Regions from separate parts of the Ovis aries genome. Here region 1 is linked to region 2. Evidence: chromatin contacts called from public Hi-C data. All regions are on one chromosome and are shown on one strand. Each heading gives the region's core, a stretch centred on a gene start, on an enhancer-like site or on the middle of the called end of the contact. The rest is flanking DNA. Distances are from core to core; before and after follow the strand shown.

Evidence for each region. Hi-C and Micro-C count contacts between places; a contact is called where the count stands out from the background.
Region 1: a contact with region 2 is called in a Hi-C map of tail adipose tissue, with 2.1 times the contacts expected there. The contact joins two enhancer-like sites. A contact is called at or near these places in 3 of 16 Hi-C or Micro-C datasets (blood, skin fibroblasts and tail adipose tissue).

What each region holds. Positions count from the first base shown.
Region 1 is chr15:64,404,830-64,407,529 of ARS-UI_Ramb_v3.0, reverse strand. No RefSeq gene overlaps it. Among named protein-coding and RNA genes, the nearest start is that of TRNAC-GCA, 17 kb to the left of the region's middle. Within about 2 kb of position 1,304, at least 27 of the 54 cell types and tissues checked have an H3K27ac peak or open chromatin away from gene starts, as enhancers often do. A contact at or near this core is called in tail adipose tissue, where this site is marked.
Region 2 is chr15:64,328,397-64,331,096 of ARS-UI_Ramb_v3.0, reverse strand. It overlaps LOC132657831 (a long non-coding RNA gene), which reads right to left. Exons shown (of 2, transcript XR_009596541.1): 1 at 2,193-2,700. Among named protein-coding and RNA genes, the nearest start is that of TRNAC-ACA, 48 kb to the left of the region's middle. Within about 2 kb of position 1,371, at least 19 of the 54 cell types and tissues checked have an H3K27ac peak or open chromatin away from gene starts, as enhancers often do. A contact at or near this core is called in tail adipose tissue, where this site is marked.

The DNA.
Region 1 (2,700 bases), core at 55-2,554, 76 kb before region 2:
TCAGTCAGTTTAGTCTCTAGGAAAATCTCCCACAAGGTAGATTTATGATGTAAATTTTACATTGTGCTTGCTTCACCATAATAAACAAATGCTTGAAAAAAATAAATGTAGTCGATTCTAAAAATCATGATTATTTTGAGTATATTATTTTTTTGTTGTTGTTTTTTTATTTTTATTTTTTTATTTTGAGTATATTAAATTCATCACACACTGGGCACACCGATGCGAATGACTGAGAGGCTCCCACTCAGTCAAGTGCACTGCGGTACTGCCAGCCTCGGGAAGGGACAGTACTGCCATGCTCCCCCCCAAGATGCCATGGGGTGCCGCCCAGCCACCCCCCTACCTGCATCTGCTTCTACCGGAAGCTGGGATAGTGAGCTGAGCTCCATTGTCCCAACAGACTTCACTCAGAAAATACAAACTCAAAGTCAAATTAAGACTTGTAAGATGGCAGTGTTAGGACATTAAACCCCAAGCGAGTCCTCTGAGCATGAATCGATGGCACCAGTCACTCAGCCATGAGTCCAGCCCCACCAGGGACAACTGCATAGGTACTCAGTTTCTCCTATGGGCCTTAACAGATGTGCTGGTCTCATGTTGAGAGTGTAACGCTGGGTTGCATGCTATATAAGAGCTAAACTAGACTGTAAGACCTTTGAAGGTCAGAGATTCTCTGATTGCTCTTTCTCCCAAAGCACTTAGAAGGTTTTGACACACTAACCAATAGCACATAAATCACATAGTGTAAGTCACAAACTGAAACGCTGGAGATACAATATTCTGGGGCACATACGGGGAGTTGAATTACAATTTTCATCACAGCAAGGTGACTGTGGAGCCCCCATTCCGGAATAAGGAGCCCATCAGCATGGGAGGTAGAAGGGTGGAAGCTATCACTTAAAGGTGCAACATGGGAGAGGGTTGGGGAGGAAGGTTTCTGAAAGAGACTGTTTGCTGGCCCTGAGCCTTAGCTCACATCATTGATACATATACATCACAAAGCAATTTCGATTCTCTGGGGAGAATTAGGCAATGATGTGCACTTGGAAACTATAAGGAAAATGGAGCCACGCCTTAAATGTTGTGGTTAAAAGCTGGAAACCACAACCTCTCAGCTCCTTATTATTGAGACTTCTTAATAGCAAAATTCCTTCCTGACTCCGTGCATAATTGCCTGCAAGAGGGAGCAGGAGATGAGGTCCCTCCATCCTGCAAGGCTCAGATGCCAATCCGATTGATTCACAGGCTCCCTGCTGTTTGAAACTGTCCTGCCAAGTGGCTGCTGGGAGAAGTCATGAAGCCAGCGGATGGAAATAGCCCTGACTGCTGGGAGAAAGAGGATCTCCAGCGCTCTCTTCTCACTCTGTAACAAATACTGACGAAGCATTTTTGCATCTCTGCCAGTTGCTATGGAGACCGTGAGGGGAACACATGTAAATAGTCCGCCTGTGAGAGACATGCTAAGGTCCTCCAATGCAATGTGCTTTCTCTTCTAGACTTTTCTCTTTCTGGCTGAGAGCTGCAGTTTGCAGCTACATCAGTAAGCTCTGTGGTTTCAGGCCTCAGACTCGTGAGACTCCTGTTTAAGGAACTTGTCTACCAGGAGCGAGAGGGAAACACCCCATGTCTGGGTGAGATCTTCATTTGAAACACTTTCCTAATACATTTATGTTAGCAGAAAGTTCCTCCACTTTCTCATCTGTAAAGCGGGAGAGATAAAGCCCCCCTCGTGGGTGGAAGGCTGAGAAGGGACACAAGCTTTGTAAAGATGAAAGCACCAGGTACATCTGCTGCTGCTGCTGCTGCTGCGTCGCTTCAGTCGTGTCCGACTCTGTGCCACCCCATAGACGTACGTCTAGCAGCATGAATTAACGGAATTTCCGTGATTACCGTGTATTACTAAAGACTTGTCAAATCCAAACATAGTCTCATTTAGGCATTGGCATGTACAAACGGGGCCAGCTCATCATCAGAGCTAGCGGTTAGAAGGCATTGTTCCTTCTCAAAGCTTGGTGTGGATGTCCCCATGCTATCACTTAGTCCTGCTAAAGACAGGCTAGTTCAGAAGAGGAATCTAGGTCTCGGGGCCTGGCTCCTGCAACTGTCCAGGGCCTCCGTGGTGATCAACAGCCTCATCCACAGCCTTTCATCCACGCGAGAGCAGAGTAGCTCAGCCGCCAATTTCTTCCGCCCCTTGAGAAAACCCAGGTGTTTTCTTACAACACAAATACACGCCCAGGGCTCAGAAAAGCCAGCAGATCTAGGAGCAGGATCCAAGCCCGCAGATCCTCCTCCTCAGAGAGGCACGGAGGAGGACCAGAGAGTAGGTGTGGGCAAGCTCTGGTTTGAATTCCAAAAGCAGCCCCTCGAATTCCAGCTCCTGCGTGGGAGGAGGGGCGGGGCCTAGGGCGAGGGCGTTGTCCTCAGTGACCGTCTGCTGCCGCCCACGCCCCCGCGTCTCAGCCGGCTCTGTTCTCTGCTATCTCCTTGGTAACCCCACGTGGTGCTGTGGTGCTGTGGTGAAGAGAGGAAACAGCGCAAACAGAATCAGTCAGCGGTGGGGAACTAGGCTTGCTGCTTCTTCCACCCAGCTCCCTCTCCATTCCAGAGTTCTAGATGCCGGTTCCTGATTCAAGTCACACGCCAATGCTGGCCTTCAAAAGCAGCAGCCTGGTCCACGTGTGTCAATGAGGAGGA
Region 2 (2,700 bases), core at 122-2,621:
CATATCCAACTGAGACTATATTTACCAGGAACGAGCCAACCACTATCCAGATAATTAACAATTCCTTACCTGCAGACTAATACATATCACCTTGGTATGTAAAGCCAGATATAGCCCAGTGAAATGGCACTCTTTTCCTGTAATAGTTGGAGGTGGCTTTTTCCCATGGTTTTGATTTCAATAACAAAATCAAATTTTATAGTTTTATAGCACTTACTTTGATGTAAAGCCAAATTAGCCCATGAGATAAGGCAGCAGATTATAAAAGCAAGGTGCCTTATGATCATGGACATTATTTAGTTGTCTTTTTTAACATTTATTTTCTTTTTTAACTGAAGGGCAATTGCTTTACATTTGGTTGTTTCTATAAGCATCTCCTTTTTGTATCCTTAGGTTTCTTTATTATTTGTCATTAAAACAAATTACCCTTAAAAAAAAAAAAAACTACATTTTTAAACTCAGTTTCTCAACCGTGGCTGAGGCTCAAAGGCACCTGTTATCCATCCCAAGGTCCCCACCCAAGACACACTGGACTCTCTGGGAGTGATGGGGTGGGGAGAATAAGATGAATGGGATTAACGTTCCATTCAAGTGAGGCTGTTGTAGACCCAGAATTGAGAATCGCACTGGGTTAACTACTTGAAATGGTACCTAGAATCTGAAAGGCAGTATTAGATTTGGAAATTAATCAGAAAAATCCTTCTATATATTTTTTTCCTTCAATAGCTTAGCAAGGATGCTTGCTATCCCAAGTTTTCTGTTGCAACTTACGTCCTCCATAGGAATGAAGGGTATGTACAGTCCATCCAGGCACAGTGTAAATCAAAACACATGCCAATCTCTGGAAGGAAAGTGTTCGGACCATCTAACTGGATTCCACTAGAATGAGTCTGTGAGACACCACACTGAAGTAATTGAAAACCAACCCCTCTTTAGGATAGCCAAAACATACAAAAAATTGGATTTAACTCAATTTTCAAAAAGAAATTGCTTCTAATTGCATAATGCATACATCATATCCTTCTGCAAACAAAAACACACCAAATGTCAGAACCTGGCCTGAGAGTACACTGGTTTCCAGCCCTGAATGTGTTGCCTATTCCTGCCAAAGCTCACCTTTCCTCCCCCCCTCTTTTATTCCCATGAGCTGCATGCTCTGAGGTAATCGGGCAGAAAAGTACATCTGAAGATGGAGACCATTAAGAAATCACGCTTCTCTTTATTTATTACAGTCTCCATGGCGAGAGCAAAATAAAAGAAAACTGTTTCAAAGCAACAACAATAAAGGAAGTAGCGTCTCTCTCGGGCAGGCAAATCTCAGAAACTATGCTGCTCAGCGTCAGATGATGCCGTGTGCCCTGCCCCACATGGAAGTGCATGACTCCCCATGGGGCTGGCCTTATGCAGACACACAAACTCCAGAGAGCCGGAACCCGCTGCTAGAAGGTGCCGACTTTTATGCTGTCTCTGGGGATCGGGTTGCTAAGCTTCTCTTTCAACTGACTTCCAGATATCAGATGTGAAATCTCTGGGGCTTTCCAGGCCACCTAATTCAAAGTAATCAGGAACCTGAGTAGGGTCAGAATGCTGGCTGACCTCTTTCAACAAACAGGGACCTAGACTTTGGGCTGCTGAGACAGCCAGTTCTATAGCTCTGGACAAGAGTCAGCAGAATTTCTAATGCTTGAGGCAGGCAACTCCAAAGCTTGGCCCTCTCCCTCTAAGAAATTGGGGTCTCCAGACTTTTTAGTAACATAGTAGTATATTCCCTCATCCTTACTGTATCACTTTGGCCGTGTATTCAAGTCCTTTGACCCATATCAATTGCAGCGAGTTGCTTCCCCTTTAATAAAGGCTTTGAGTATCTAATCATAAATTTTCTGAACCATCTAACCCAATGACAGTATTCTCCCTGGTTAGCTTCCAAGAGTCCCCACCCCCTTTCCACTTTACCCCAGAAGAAAGTGGAAAAATAGGCAGAGAGAATGGTGAAACAGTAGTTTCTAATAGTTTGCTTGCTTTTTTTTTTCTAAAGGGAGGAAATTCCCTTTGTGGATTACTTAGAGCAAAAATGCTATCTCGGCTCTGGACTTGCCCCTATAGTCATTAACGTTGGTACTTTTAATTTAGTTTTGTAGGTTCCCTTTGCTTAAAAACCCAGGGGAAAAAACCCAACTCTTTAATTTACTCACATCCTGCTGGGCTTTCTCAGGCTAATCATTTTCACACCAGCATTAACTGCAACATCCTAGTTAGAAGCAAAAGGGGAGACAGGTCTACTGGAGGTGGCCAGACCGCTGAGGGAAGGAGGTCCATGCCTCTTGCCGGAAGTCAACACCAGGGCCACCCTCAGCTATTTCAAAGGTCAGCAGGCGCAGTCCTAGAAGAAAACACTACACTTACTTTCCAACCTGCAGAGCTCAGGGAGGCATAAAGATTCAATTAAGTAAATTAACTGACAACATGTGGTAACTGCCAGTTCCTGAGAACCCAAGAGATAAATAGGAAGTTATCCTCACCCTTCAGGTGACGGAAGAATTTATCTTGATGCAACAAAAATAACTACTTTACAATATTGTGATGGTTTTTGCCATACATCAGTATGAACCGGCCATAGGCATACATGTGCCCACCTCCCTCCCCACCCGATCTCTCCACATTGTCACAGAGCTCTGGCTTTGGGTGTCCTGCATCACACAG